Linked DNA regions of Ovis aries: regions 1 and 3 are each linked to region 2. Evidence: chromatin contacts called from public Hi-C data. All regions are on one chromosome and are shown on one strand. Each heading gives the region's core, a stretch centred on a gene start, on an enhancer-like site or on the middle of the called end of the contact. The rest is flanking DNA. Distances are from core to core; before and after follow the strand shown. Region 1 overlaps SLC4A1AP (solute carrier family 4 member 1 adaptor protein). Region 2 overlaps LOC121819020 (a long non-coding RNA gene). Region 3 overlaps SLC4A1AP (solute carrier family 4 member 1 adaptor protein).

Region 1 (4,502 bases), core at 1,869-4,368, 680 kb after region 2:
ATGGAAATGCCACTGAAGCTGAGCCTGGAGAAGGAGGAAGGAGGGGATGGTGGTCTAGGGGGTGGGGACAGCAGGAGCAAAGGCCCTGAGGTGGTGAGAACTAGCTACACACAAGAACTGCGACCCTGTCTCCTCAGCTGGAGCATTTATATGCTCCTTGTATGTTCCTGGAGGGAAGGGGCAGCACAGCACCCAGCACAGACTGGACACTCGGTTAGTGTTTGATGAGTGAATGAGTGAACAGATGTCCTTTGGTTTCAATATTTGCCATGAGGTCATCTCCCCTCTCTCTGCCCTCAGCTGCATTGGGTAGTGAGAAGAAAGGAGGCTTCTTTTGAACTGGCAGCTCTGGAGTTTTCTTCTCTGTGGGCAACTTGCTTATATCACAGAGCTAGGAGGGACCCCCTCAAACTGCCAGGCTCCCACCTCTCATGGCTGAAGGAAGAAGCCAAGGCCCAGGCTGGGGACAGACTTACCGGAATCCATGGGTCTGGTTGGGGGCCCACATCTGGTGCTTTCCCAGCCCCACAGCCTGCCTTGTTTATTTGTTCAACAGGTTTGTTCAACCATGGCACAGCCTGTTCTGACTCTGGAACATTTAAGAGATGAGCCAAAAAATCACAGAAAAATGGTTTGCTCTGGGAGTTAAGGGGCGGGGCAGCCAGGGTGGGAGACGGGGTTCCAGCCAGCTCTGGGGCAGAGTTTTGGCTTGGCCTCTGCTATTTTTTTCCTTCCTGCCCTTGGGAACCAAAGGGACTCCAGTGGTATTTCCTGCCTCGGTTTCTCCAGGACTATCACATGACTAGACTCAACTGTAAGATCCCTGGTTCCCATCTCCACCCTCATCAGCTTCATCCCAAACCACAGCTTTCCCCCCACTGAGTTCAAGCCACAGCTTGATCCCCTTGACCAGCCCAGGGATGGAGCTGCTGGGCCCAGCACCTGGATTGCTCTGTACCCTCTGCCTGCAGGGATCTCTTTCTTCCTGCTTGTGAAAGCTTGCTTATCTTTCTAAACCCAGCTGAGATGTCACTGCCTCAAAAACCTTGAACTGATTCCCCAGGTGGACTTCCAGCTACTTTTCAAGTTTTAAAAAGCCCAACCAGGATAAACAGGATAGCAAAAATGCTGAATCTCTTTGCTTTTGTGTGACTAGATACTCAGTGTCATAATGTTATTATCTTGTGTTGATCAGAAGCACTTATTTGCAGTTACATAAATGTCTGATTACAAAAAACTTGGAAATGAACACCTTACAAATGCAGTTTGTTTGGCTGACAAGATAATTCTTTTAAATATTAATTAAGTTCAGGGTAGCAGAAGAGATTGGTGTGTGTGTGTGTGTGTTAGTCACTCAGTCGTGTCTGACTCTTTTCAACCCCATGGACTATAGCCCACCAGGCTTCTCCATCGTGGAATTCTCCAGGCGAAAATACTGGAACGGGTTGCGTTTCCTTTCTCCAGGAGGTCTTCCCGATGCAGGGATCAAACCTGGGTCTCCTATATTGCAGGTAGACTTTTACTGTCTGAGCCACCAGAGAAGATGGTAAGGACAACAACAGCAATCTCCATGGTGAGAAGGTGAGTCTAAGGTCCTGTGTAGCCTTTTGATACACACAGCTGTTTCATTTCCCCAAAAGGCCTGGTACACAGTAGATGCTCAGAAAGTATTCACTGGATACTGTACGTGAAGGTGCAGGGTATATAAGGATGATGACACTGGGGTCACTGAAGCCTCTGTCAACTCTAGTGGCTGCCCCTTGGGGACCAGATGAATAACCAGTCCAGGAGCTGTCCTAGCCTCAGGGACAGCTAACTGCCAATCCTTAGGGTTCACCCAAGTAGCGCTGAGATTGCTTAGAACCCGGGGACAAGGCTGTGTATTCTCGACCCCTCCGGGGAGTAGGGCAACAGCCTGGATTCCGATGCCCATTGCAGCCACCTTTGCCCCTCTGCTCCAGGCAGCTCCCCAAGAAGCAGAGTCTGGCCAATTATGGGAGGTGCTGTTCTCCTTCACTTCCAGCATTAGCTTAGACCTTAAAAATCGCAGCCTGGCGCCTGCTCTTCTCATGACAAGGAAAACAGGAGATGTCAGAAGCCTCCTTAGGTATCTGGGAGAGAACAGCTCCTTCTGCTCCCTCCCCTCCTTGTATGAGGTCATTGAATCAGGATGACAAAGCAAACAGTGACGTGTTGGGACTTGTTCCCGGATTGATTCCAGGGTTTCTCCAGCCCCTCCTTCCTCCTCCTCCTCAGAATGGCAGGCCCAGGTGTGAACAACAAGCAGAACTGGACTCAGTCCTTGGGATCTGGGAAGCGGATGCTAGTTGAGGGGCCCCCTCTGTGGTGGTAAAGAGGAGGTCCCAGGGAGAGCCGGGTGCAAGTGGGAATCGTGATACAGCACCACTGGACACTTTCCAGACTTCACTGTGCTTTCCTTTGTTCTCATTTGAGTTAAGGAGGGCAAGAATTCTTCTCTGACTTTACAGATGAGAAAACCAAGACTTGTTTAAGGTCAGCAACTTAGGGCTTCATGGCTTAAGGGTCACAGAGCCAAATATGAGATAGTTTTGTGACTACAGCATCTTCCCACCTCATCACAGTTCTTTTTTAAAAAATGTATTTATTTGGCTGCGCCAGGTCTTAGTTGCTGCATGTGGGATCTTCAGTCTTCATTGCAGCAGGCAGAATCTTTTAGCTGAGGCATGTGGGATCTTAGTTGTAGTCTGGGATCTAGTTCCCTGACCGGGGATCAAACCTGGACCCCCTGCCCTGGGAGCGCAGTCTTAGCTACTGGACCACCAGGGAAGTCCCACCATAGTTCCTTGAATTTCACTCCTTGGTATACCTGTTTCATTCCACCATATTGTTACTTAATGTTCTTCTTTAAATAAACTCACCTTAAAAGTTGACCTCATTCTATGCAACATTACATACGTGTATGTATGTATAAATAATGCATGTATTTATATTCACAACTGCTAAAATTAAACATGTTCGTTCTCCTCCCCCAAAGTCAACTTTCATAATGCCAGCGATGCTGGTGCACACTTTGAGAAACTGTCCAACTGTCCTCCGCCCTCCCTGCATTACTAATGATGGATTGTCACAGGCTGGCAGCCAAGTGGCTGCCTTTGTTGAAATGTTCAGCCAGTAGGATCACTCAGGGCCACCACTGTCGTTGTTAGGGCTGTGCCTCCAAATCACAGAATTACTAAAACAGAGGGGATAAGAGACGTCATAGAATCCAACTCCTAAGGGACAGAGTCTTATACAGCACACCCATTCACAGTCCTAAAGGTTAAGGGAGCAGCACACAGAGACAAAAAGACAAATGAGCTGGAGTCTTTGCTCGAGAAACTCACAAACCTTACAAACATAAACAACTGAAAACTAAAAGGAATAAGCAAAGAATCTGGAATTATGGTTCCACCATGAACTTGGCATGCCTTTGAGCGAGTTGCTTCATTTTCTGAGCCTCAGTTTCCTTAGACAAAAGGTGATAATAGCTCCTCTTTTTACCTTTAAGACAGATAGCAGCAGCAGCAAACTCCTCCATAGAATATTTGCATTAAGACTGGAGAATGACTTTCTCCAGGTTAAACAAAGCACCAGAAATAACAGGCTGGGAAGAGATTTGGGGAGCTTGTCAGTGTCCCTAATTTGCTGCTACTGGGTCTTAGGCCTGGGAAGGCTCTGGTGCCCTGAACCAGCTTGGTGCCCTGAAGTCTTTCAGAATCCTGATTGTGGAGGAGTTGAGGATCTTCTGCTTTGAAACGTTTGCTTCTGGCAGTCAACTCCTATATAGCGATGGAGCTTTACTGCCCTCTTGTGGTCACTCCCTGACATAGTTGCATTGACTTTTGGAGGGCTGTGCGTGACAGCCTGAGGAAACCAGAGCCAACCCTCCAGATCAAGATTTTCCAGGGCCAGCGGAGGACTTAAAACCCAAATTAAAGCCAGCTGCTGTAACCCAGAGCTCCTTGATGGGAAGGGGTAGCTCTGCCTGATTTTGCCCCAAGTAGGACACGAATCCAGGCCTCTGCCTGAGTTAACACTGCTAAAATGGTAGGTGCTGAGATTATCCAGCTTGTCTGGAAAAATTCTAGAAACAAAGAGCTCTAAGGCCCCATTTCTGCCTGGAAAACCCAATGCTAAGAAGGGCCAGGCCGTGAACTTGCCCTCCAACCCTCAGTCATGTGAAGCAAGTTAGCTGAGCACCTATTTTGTGAACTGGTAGGTTCCATGAGGTGCAGGTGGAGTACAAAATAAGATAGTTCCTGCCCTCAACTCATAATGCTTACAAACGTAAATGGCCCAAGCACACACATAATTAACAGCTGTCAGGCCATCCAAGCAAGACCCATCACAGAAGCAGAAATACAGTGTGTAGGGCTGCTGGGGAGAGGGGGGTTTAGTGACAATCAGGATGATCAAGGTTTCCTGAAGATAGTGAGACTCAGGCTGAACTTTTGAAAAATGAGTAGGACTTTACCCAGTAG
Region 2 (4,382 bases), core at 806-3,305:
GGCAGGGAAGACTGCCCCCCAGGGGGGAAGGGGAGGGTGGGGAGGACACGTGGTGTGGGAGGAGTAGTGTCTGTCGCCAGACAGACAGAGGGAGGGGGAAGGGAGTTACAGGCAGAGGAAGGAGCACCGTGCTGGCAGGCACGGAGGTTGCAGGGTGGGGGAGGTTTGGTGAGCTGTAAGTTCCTGAGAAGGGTGTAGGGGACGGTGGTGAGAAAAGAGCTTGAAGACCTAAGCACAGCCGATCCTGAAGGAGCTGAGATGCTCTTTCCAGGCATCAAGGTCCTTGGAAGATGTAAACCCAGGAGAGCTTGGATCAGGACCCCTCTTGGGAGAGGAGACCCCATGTCTAATATGGGCAAGTGACTCTGATAGATAGGTGACTGGCTTGCTCAGAAGAGACTGGCCTCAGTATGGTGCTCTCACGGGGTCAGGCCTGCGTTGGAGGTTTCATCACACATCCCCCCCTGCTACCCTCCAGTGGCCCTCAGAGGTAGATCCGATTTCCCCTGTGGATGAATGTAAGGTCTGAGGTGCCACAGGCATTGAAGCTTGCCCACATCCCACAGCCAATAAGTGGCAGAGCCAAAATCAGAAGCCAGGCCTTCTGAGCTCTTGCATGCTAAGTCACTTTAAGTCATGTCCGACTCTTTGCAACTTTATGGACTGCAGCTCACTAGGCTTCTCTGTCCATGGGATTTTCTAGGCAAGAACACCAGAGTGGGTTACCATTTCCCTCTCCAGGGGATCTTCCCAACCCAGGGATCGAACCCATGTCTCTTATGTCTCCTGCACTGGCAGGCAGGTTCTTCACCACTAGCACCTCCTGGGAAGCCAGCCAGTAGTCCCCAGGACACTTAGAAGTACAAGGATCACTGCTTTGAGAAACCAGAAGCTTTCACACAAGCCCCACTTCCAAATCCGACTACCACAAGGCCTTCCTAGGACCTCCTGCTTGAACTCACTTTCTATGATTTTTCACAGCTCCTCCCCAGGTACGGAAGCTTCACAGGCTGCACTTAACAACAGCCAGGCTTCACCATGATGTGTGACCTTCCCTGCCTCAACCTTCTCACCCATGCCCCTTCTGATCCCATCACAGGACCCAGAGCCCTGGCTCCCCAAGTCAGGGTCTAGGGGACTCCTAGCTGTGAGGACCCCATAGTGCCTCCCTATCCCAAACCTCTACACCTCTGGGGAAGTTACCAGGACTCTCTCCTGGGGGAGCTGGAGCCAGGTTATCCTCTGGTCAGGGGTCCCCAGCCTCCAGAATCTAATGTCTGGTGATCTGAGGTGGAGCCAATGTAACAATAATAGAAATAAGAGGGTGGTGGTTTAGTTGTTCAGTCGACTCCAACCCTTGCGGCCCCATGGACCATAGCCCACCAGGTTCCTCTGTCCATGGGGTTTCCCAGGCAAGAACACTGGAGTGGCTAGCCATTTCTTTCTCCAGGGGATCTTCCTGACCCAGGGGATTGAACCATCATCTCCTGTGTTGCAGGTGGTCTTCTGCACTGCAGGTGGATTCTTTACCAGCTGAGCCACCAGGGAAGCCTGTAATAAAGTGCACAATAAGTGCAATGGGCTTGAATCATCTCAAGACCATCCCTACCCCCAGTCCATGGAAAAACTGTCTTCCACGAAATTGGTCCCTGGTGCCAAAAATATTGGGGACCACTGCTGTAGGCCACAGCCTACTAAGATAATGGGGCTTGCAGGAGGGACTCTTAACCCAGAAATTCCTTTTTCAAAAAGGAGACCTGGGTGAGAACCACAAGGACAGGCCCTGGAATGGACAACAACATCAGCATCAGGCTTGCCCAGGCCCATGGTGGCTTCTGTTCTGCACAGAAGGAAGGAAAGACCTTTTCCACCTGGCCTGGGGTGTCAACACTGCCCATATTTCCTGGCTGGCAACAAATTCCCAAACATATTTTTGTTTCTCCCTCTAACACTTAACCTTGAGTGTATTTCAAGGGAAACACTTCTCTGTCTGCTTCTGATTCATACCCACTGAGCTCATCAAAACCAGAATTATTTGGTAATCACTGCTGGGTTTACTGGATGCCCTCTGGGATCTGTAAAAATCTCTGTTCTTCAGAAACAGGAAGTTTCAACAGAAGGATAGAGGCTGGTTGCAAAAGTCAAAATTTGAATTCTCTCTGCCTATTGGAGCGGCATTTCCTTCCTCCTGCCCATCAGCCAACATGGATGCAGCGCCTACCGTGTGCAGAGAACACAGAGGTGAATTTTACAGGAGGTTCTGAATTAATTTACTGGGGCTGCCATAACCAAGTGTCATAGATGGAGCAGCTTAAACAGAAACGATTCTCAAGGCAGGAAGTCTAAGACCAACGGGTCTGCAGGCTGGTTTCTTCTGAAGCCTCTTTCCTTGCCTTGCAGACAGCCGTCTTCTCCCTGTGACTTCACATGGTCTTCCCTGTGTGTGTGTCTGTGTCCCGACCTCCTCTTTTTCTAAGGACACCGGTCACATTGATGAAAGCCCACCCATATGACCTCATTTTAGCTTAATTACCTATTTAAAGAGCGTGTCTCCAAATTCAATCATATTAGGAGTTCAATATTTATGAATCTTGGTGTTGTTCAGTTGCTAAGTCTTGTCTCTTTGTGACACCATGGACTGCAGCACGCCAGGCTTCTTTGTCCTTCACTATCTCCTGGAGTTATGAATTTAAGGGGAACCCAATTCAGCTGATAAGAGGCTCTGGTCTCAAGAAGGCGTTCTCCTGTGACAACAGCTTTCTCTTTGATTGCCATCTGAGGTTAGCCCCTGAGACGAGGTGGTTTAGGATGTATTTCCTGTTGTAGACTGTCTAAGGCAGGATGACTCTGTGGAATAGGCACTGAACTGTCAGATCGGAATTCAAATTTGCCTCCCTCACTTACTAGTTGGGTGATGTAGCTCAAGTTACATAGGCTCTGATGCCTCTGCTTCTTCACAGTATAATGAGGATCATACTGCCTGTCTCACAGGGAGCTTTTGTGAAGATCCAAAGAGATAATACATGTGAAACAGCGCAATGTCTGGGAACACGGTAAGTACTCACCAAGCACATGTGTGCTAAGTCGCTTCAGTCGTGCCTGACTCTTTGTAACCCTATGGACTGCAGCTTGCCAGGCTCCTCTGTCCATGGGATTCTCTAGGCAAGAATACTGGAGTGGGTTTCCATGCCCTCCTCCAGGGATCTTCCCGACCCAGGGATTGAACCCTGGTTCCTTATGTCTCCTACATTTGCAGGCAGGTTCTTTACTGCTAGTCCACTTGGGAAGCCTGCTCACCTAGTGGGAGTTCCTTTTCCAGGTGTATCTCCTGCAGGATTTCCTCTTCCAGGGTATTAAGAATGTATTCCATGTATTCCATCCATTTTCACTCTGGGGAGAGGAGTGTGCCAGGAAACTAAGAAACTCAGATACAGGGTTAAGACGTCAGTTTCCTCAGCCGATCCATAGCCCAAATGCCTGACCGCTGTACTTGACTCCTCAGGTTTGGGCCAGAAGGACCCTTCCGTGGGCACCTCTTGCAGTCCAGCCTGACCAGCTGACCAGCTCTCCATCCCACAGGTGGTCTCCTGATTTTCCACCTGTTACTGCCTCAGGAGAGGTTTCACCCTCTTCTGGGGCAGCCAGGCCCTAAAGCAGGAAGAGGGAGAAACAATTTGGACTTGAACCTCATCAGCAGTACCCACTGACAGGACCTCTGTGAGAATGTGATGTAGGAAAGGGTGAGGACAACCATCGGGTCCAGGCTGACCCAGCTATGGAAGCTGGTCAGGCAGTGGAAACAAGTCCAGGGGCTTGCATAGACCAGATCTCACAGTCCAGAGAGGTGGGTACTGGACTAGTGTGGGGACCCAGGTTCTATTTCCAGCTCTGATAGTCTCCAGTGGTGGGCAATTCACAAGACTTCTCTGAGCTTACATTCCCCTCAGAGAGACACATGGGATAATGTGTTAGAACAATGCAAGTTCATATTTTATCAATAAGTCCTAGAGGTATCCCACTGGCAACCCTTCTCTGGGCTACCACACTTTCTCAGCTGCCTTGGAAGGAAGGGAGACGTCCTTATTGCTTTGGGTTCCAATTTCCTTAAACTGTCAGCATTACACACACACACACACACACACACACACACACACACCATACCACACCACACTTTGCAGATTAAGGATGCATTACTTCTCAAAACAAGTAACATTTCTAGCTTTGGAATAAGAGGGATGAGGGCTCATTCTGGGCCACGTTGCCTCTTCAACATCATCCCACCCCCACAATCGCCAGTCCTCTCCCCTCCCCCTCCCCCCCTGAATTACTCATACTCCTGGAAACATGACTGATGACTTCGGGATGAGTAAGAGCCCCATGCG
Region 3 (4,263 bases), core at 1,487-3,986, 640 kb after region 2:
AGAAACATAAATTGAACTCCAAGTGCCTTAAAAATCATGGAAACCTTTGAGAAGTTTCCTGAGAAGTGGCCATTTTTCTCACCCAAAGTCCCATTCAACAGCCATACCTAGCCTACTCTCTCTCCAGAGAAGGGCTTTCCCCTTTTTCTTGTAGATTAATTTAGCCTCTTTGATGTCTACCATCCTTTATCCTAGCAACCATCTAATTCAGCCATAAGAAAAGGGAGGAGGGGTGGGGAGGACTTGCCAAGCAGCCCAGAGTCCTCCCATAGAAATCCAGAAGGGAAGAAAGACTGTAACTACCTGTGCCTCAGGGTCTTGGTCCAGAGGTGAAAAGAGGGAAAGAGGGAAAAGGATGCCCATAGTGCCCTTAGGACCCAAGGGACCTTCCGCATCCTGAAGATGGCAGCCTCCTGAACAGGGCTGGGGCCCCACATAGCTGCCCTGATGCTCACCAGCAGGCAGAACACAGGCAGTGAGATCCTTGGGCCCCTCCACAGGGTCCTGGGACTACTTAACCCAAACAGAGGTAATCACAGCAATCTGTATATGTCTGTCTCTCTGTGAAGCAAGGGATCTGAAAGATTCAGACGGTTTTGATGTAATGTGATGTGCAGCCAAAAGGGAAAATTGGGATCCATATCCAGCTTGATTTTCATGGCAGTAAGCCATTCCAAATGAAGGAGGCAAAACCTTTTGAAAGATGTCTTCTGTGATTCAGAATAACTGAGTCCAGTCTAATCTGGTGCATGGTGAAGTTAAAGAGTTACAGGACTGCTTCAAGTGTGTTTTGCAGTTTTCAGAGTTACTAATTAGCTCCATGACATTAAGGTTAATGAGATAAAACATCTATAAATCAAGATGATGGCCAAATCAAGAAGAAAGCCCCCAACTCCTGCTCCACCATGAAAACACTCCAATTTCACTCTTTCAGGCTGTCCATTTGATTAAATTTGATTATGTGTGAATATATACAAATGTATAATTATACAATTCATACTTAAATTAGAACTACCTTGTCCAAAGCTCCTTTCTAAATGTATTCAGTGCCAATAAGACAGCAAGTCAGTTGTTAACTATTAACAGAATGAACTGATTTGATGAAAGTCTAGGAGTGACACTTCCCAAAGAGCAAAAGTCTGTGTGTTAGATTAAAAAATATGTTCCTAGACTCCCCTGGTGGTACAGTAGATAAGAATCTGCCTGCCAATGCAGGGAACATGGATTTGATCCCCGGTCTGGGAAGATTCCACAGGCCGCAGACCAACTAAACCTATGTACCACAACTACTGAGCCTGCACTCTAGGGCCTGGGAGCCACAACGAGAGCCCGCACACCACAGCTACAGAGTAGCCCCACTCGCCACAGCTAGAGAAAAGCCTGTGCAGCAACAAAGAGCCAGCATAAACATGGGTAACTTTTTAAAAAAGAAAAAAATATACCTTCCTAAAAATGTGGACATAAACCCTGGAAAATAAAAGTATGGATTTTATCAACTAAAGCTATAGAGGAATTTGGGATTTAGAGAACATTCTGATGAATCCTTTTGTAATCTGAAGGATTCTATGCCACTTAAACTGTCTATTTGTACATGTGGGTTTTTCAGATTGTTATGAGCCTAGGCCCTGGAGTCAGGAGAATCAGGTTAACACCTTGACTCTACCACTTACTAGCCCTGTGTCCTTGGCCAAGTTTACTTAAACTTCTGTGCCTCAGTTTCTGCATCTGTAAAATGGGGACTATAGTAGCCTACCTCACAGGGTTTTTGTGAGAATGAAATGTGATAATTCACATAAATCATTTAGCATAGGACCTGAAACATAGTAAGTACAAAGCAAATTATGATAATTACAAGGGACATAGAGCCCAACTGGACTTCAGCTTTCCTTCTTGAGACTTTTGCAGGAAATACAGAACCTTGAAGCATGGGTTTAGTAAGACAAAGTTCCTTGGAATTTATGATGGAGGCATAGTTTGAGTGCAATATTTAGCCATTTTCCTTCTGTTGAGAACTTGATGCACTTCCATTTTTTTTTTCCTTCTCACTAACTTAAAAGACTAGTTATTGTGTTCTGGGCATCCAGATCCCTGGGAGATGGAAAGTAGCCCAGAGACTCATTTATATTTGATAGATGGGCCTTGAATAGAAATGGCATCCCTTGGGGCATATTTGGAGGCTTTGGCTATACAGAGGAAATTTCCCCATCTTCTGATGCTCTCTGGTCCTTTTGACTGGATCCACTTCCTCCTGGAAGAGCTGGTCTGGTGGGAGCAGATTCTCAAAACAATTATCCTACTTCTGGAGGACCCCACTATGCGGGTGTGCATGCATATTCATGCATGTCCCTGCACTGTATATGTGTGTACTCACGCATGTCCCCACACCGGGTGTGTGTGTCCTTACACTGTTTATGTGTACTCGTGCATGTCCCCATTCCTAGCAAGGAAGGATATTCTCTTAAGCTATAAGATTAAAGAGCTCCAGGAGTAAACATATAATACATAGTGTCAATTACTGGCTCTGGTGACCAGAGAATGAACCCCATTTCAATTACAGGCAGAGAAGAAGAAGCTGAAACCCTGCGAAGAGTAGGGCCCTGAAGCTGTTGCCCAGGTCGGCCCAGCCCAGCCAGCCGACTTTTGCTTAGTTAGTCTTCGAAGAACACAGGCTTGAGCTTGCCTATTGCATCAGTTGCTCCCCAGCTGCCCTTCCCCGCCCCACCCTGGAAAGTGGTAGGGAGAGCTACGTAACAGCCTGTGAGGCAACCACTCAGGCAGGGGGACGTCTGGAAGAGACTGTCTCACTCCTTCCAGCCAGGCCCCACCCAACAGGCACTCCCAATCCAAGTCCATGAAGGGAAAGCACATTTCGGGCCCGGAGTCCTCCCAGCTGTCCTAACACTACACGCAGCCCTTTCTACCTCCACCTGGACATCATGCAGTGATGAACAGGACTTCTGAGCCTTCTCTTTTGGTCAAAGTGGGGTCTAGAATCTCAGAATGTTAGGGCTGGAAGACCTCAGAGGGCACCTGAACCAACATTCCCATTTTACAGATGATAAAATTGAGGCCCAGAGAAGCAAAATGACTTGCCAAAGAGCCCACAGCTAGATTGCATCAGCTTGCTCAGTCTAAAGCTCACATCTCCTCTCCTTGCACAACCTCAGAAACAAAGGACCAAAGTATTTGGACTTGAGGAATCTTTGAATGGAAGACACCACCAGAAATGAGTGCTCTGAGATCTGTAAAGTCATTTAAGATGGAGAGTAGGATGCTTAGGAGATTCTAATGAGTGAGGTTGAGATCCATTCTGAACCTGTGCAGAAGAATCCCTTAATCCAAGTCTTGCAGGAGAGCAGGCCAATTTTAGACTGAGCTGGACAGGAGCAGACTGGGGAAGGGAGGGACCCATTCTGGAGCAGTCCCAGAAAGCCTAACCAATGCCTGGCTCTTCCCCCAGCCTTCAAGTCCCTGGAATACTGGAAAGTCTCAGGTCCACTAAGGCAGGTCGTCAGCTTCCAGGTTGAACTCAACTACCAGGCCCACTGTGGGGGTCCAAGATGCACAAAGAAAGCATCCATCAGCTGAAGGTATGAGCATGGGACTCCAGGGCACTGGGTGGAGATCAATAACTACTGACAATGTATGCTGATTTAAAGGGTATATTGAGATTTGGACCATAAAACTGAGCACTGAAAAACTGATGCTTTTGAACTGTGGTGCTAGAGAAGACTCTTGAGAGTCCCTTGGACAGCAAGGTGATCAAACCAGTCAATCCTAAAGGAAATCAACCCTAAATATTCATTGGAAGGACTGACGCTGAAGCTCCAATACTTTGGCCATCTGATGCGAAGAGTAGACTCATTTGAAAAAACCCTAATGTTGGGAAAGATTGAAGGCATGAGGAGAAGGGGGTGACAGATGAGATGGCTGGATGGCATCACTGACTCAACGGACATGAGTTTGAGCAAACTCTGGGAGACAGTGAAGGATAGGGAAGCCTGGAGTGCTGCAGTCCATGGGGTGGCAGAGTCAGACAAGGCTGAGTGACTGAACAACGACAACAGAAGCTAGAGCTGCCCACAAATCCACATACATATTCTTTTTAAACAATCATTTTATTGAGGTATGAGTGACACACAAAAAGCTGAAGATACTTCATGTCCACAACTTGATGAGTTTGGAATACACACATATTCTTTATCTACCTGTAGTTCCACCAATGCTCAGTCCAAGAAGAGTCCAGCTTCCTGGGTCACTTGC

What was found. A called contact is a pair of places that touch in the nucleus more often than the background predicts.
Region 1: a Hi-C map of tail adipose tissue shows a contact between it and region 2, with 5 times the contacts expected there. The contact joins two enhancer-like sites. A contact is called at or near these places in 11 of 16 Hi-C or Micro-C datasets (blood, hypothalamus, liver and 6 more).
Region 3: a contact with region 2 is called in a Hi-C map of tail adipose tissue, with 3 times the contacts expected there. The contact joins two enhancer-like sites. A contact is called at or near these places in 6 of 16 Hi-C or Micro-C datasets (blood and tail adipose tissue).

The regions. Positions count from the first base shown.
Region 1 is chr3:34,715,812-34,720,313 of ARS-UI_Ramb_v3.0, reverse strand. All of the region lies in intron 13 of SLC4A1AP (solute carrier family 4 member 1 adaptor protein), which reads right to left. Among named protein-coding and RNA genes, the nearest start is that of SLC4A1AP, 31 kb to the right of the region's middle. Within about 2 kb of position 3,118, at least 18 of the 54 cell types and tissues checked have an H3K27ac peak or open chromatin away from gene starts, as enhancers often do. A contact at or near this core is called in tail adipose tissue, where this site is marked.
Region 2 is chr3:35,397,589-35,401,970 of ARS-UI_Ramb_v3.0, reverse strand. LOC121819020 (a long non-coding RNA gene) reads left to right here. Exons shown (of 6, transcript XR_009599790.1): 2 at 2,099-2,241; 3 at 2,961-3,053. All of the region lies in intron 1 of LOC114113587 (a long non-coding RNA gene), which reads right to left. Among named protein-coding and RNA genes, the nearest start is that of PLB1, 39 kb to the left of the region's middle. Within about 2 kb of position 2,055, at least 7 of the 54 cell types and tissues checked have an H3K27ac peak or open chromatin away from gene starts, as enhancers often do. A contact at or near this core is called in tail adipose tissue, where this site is marked.
Region 3 is chr3:34,761,769-34,766,031 of ARS-UI_Ramb_v3.0, reverse strand. It overlaps SLC4A1AP (solute carrier family 4 member 1 adaptor protein), which reads right to left. Exons shown (of 15, transcript XM_042245922.1): 15 at 4,100-4,263. Among named protein-coding and RNA genes, the nearest start is that of MRPL33, 15 kb to the left of the region's middle. Within about 2 kb of position 2,736, at least 9 of the 54 cell types and tissues checked have an H3K27ac peak or open chromatin away from gene starts, as enhancers often do. A contact at or near this core is called in tail adipose tissue, where this site is marked.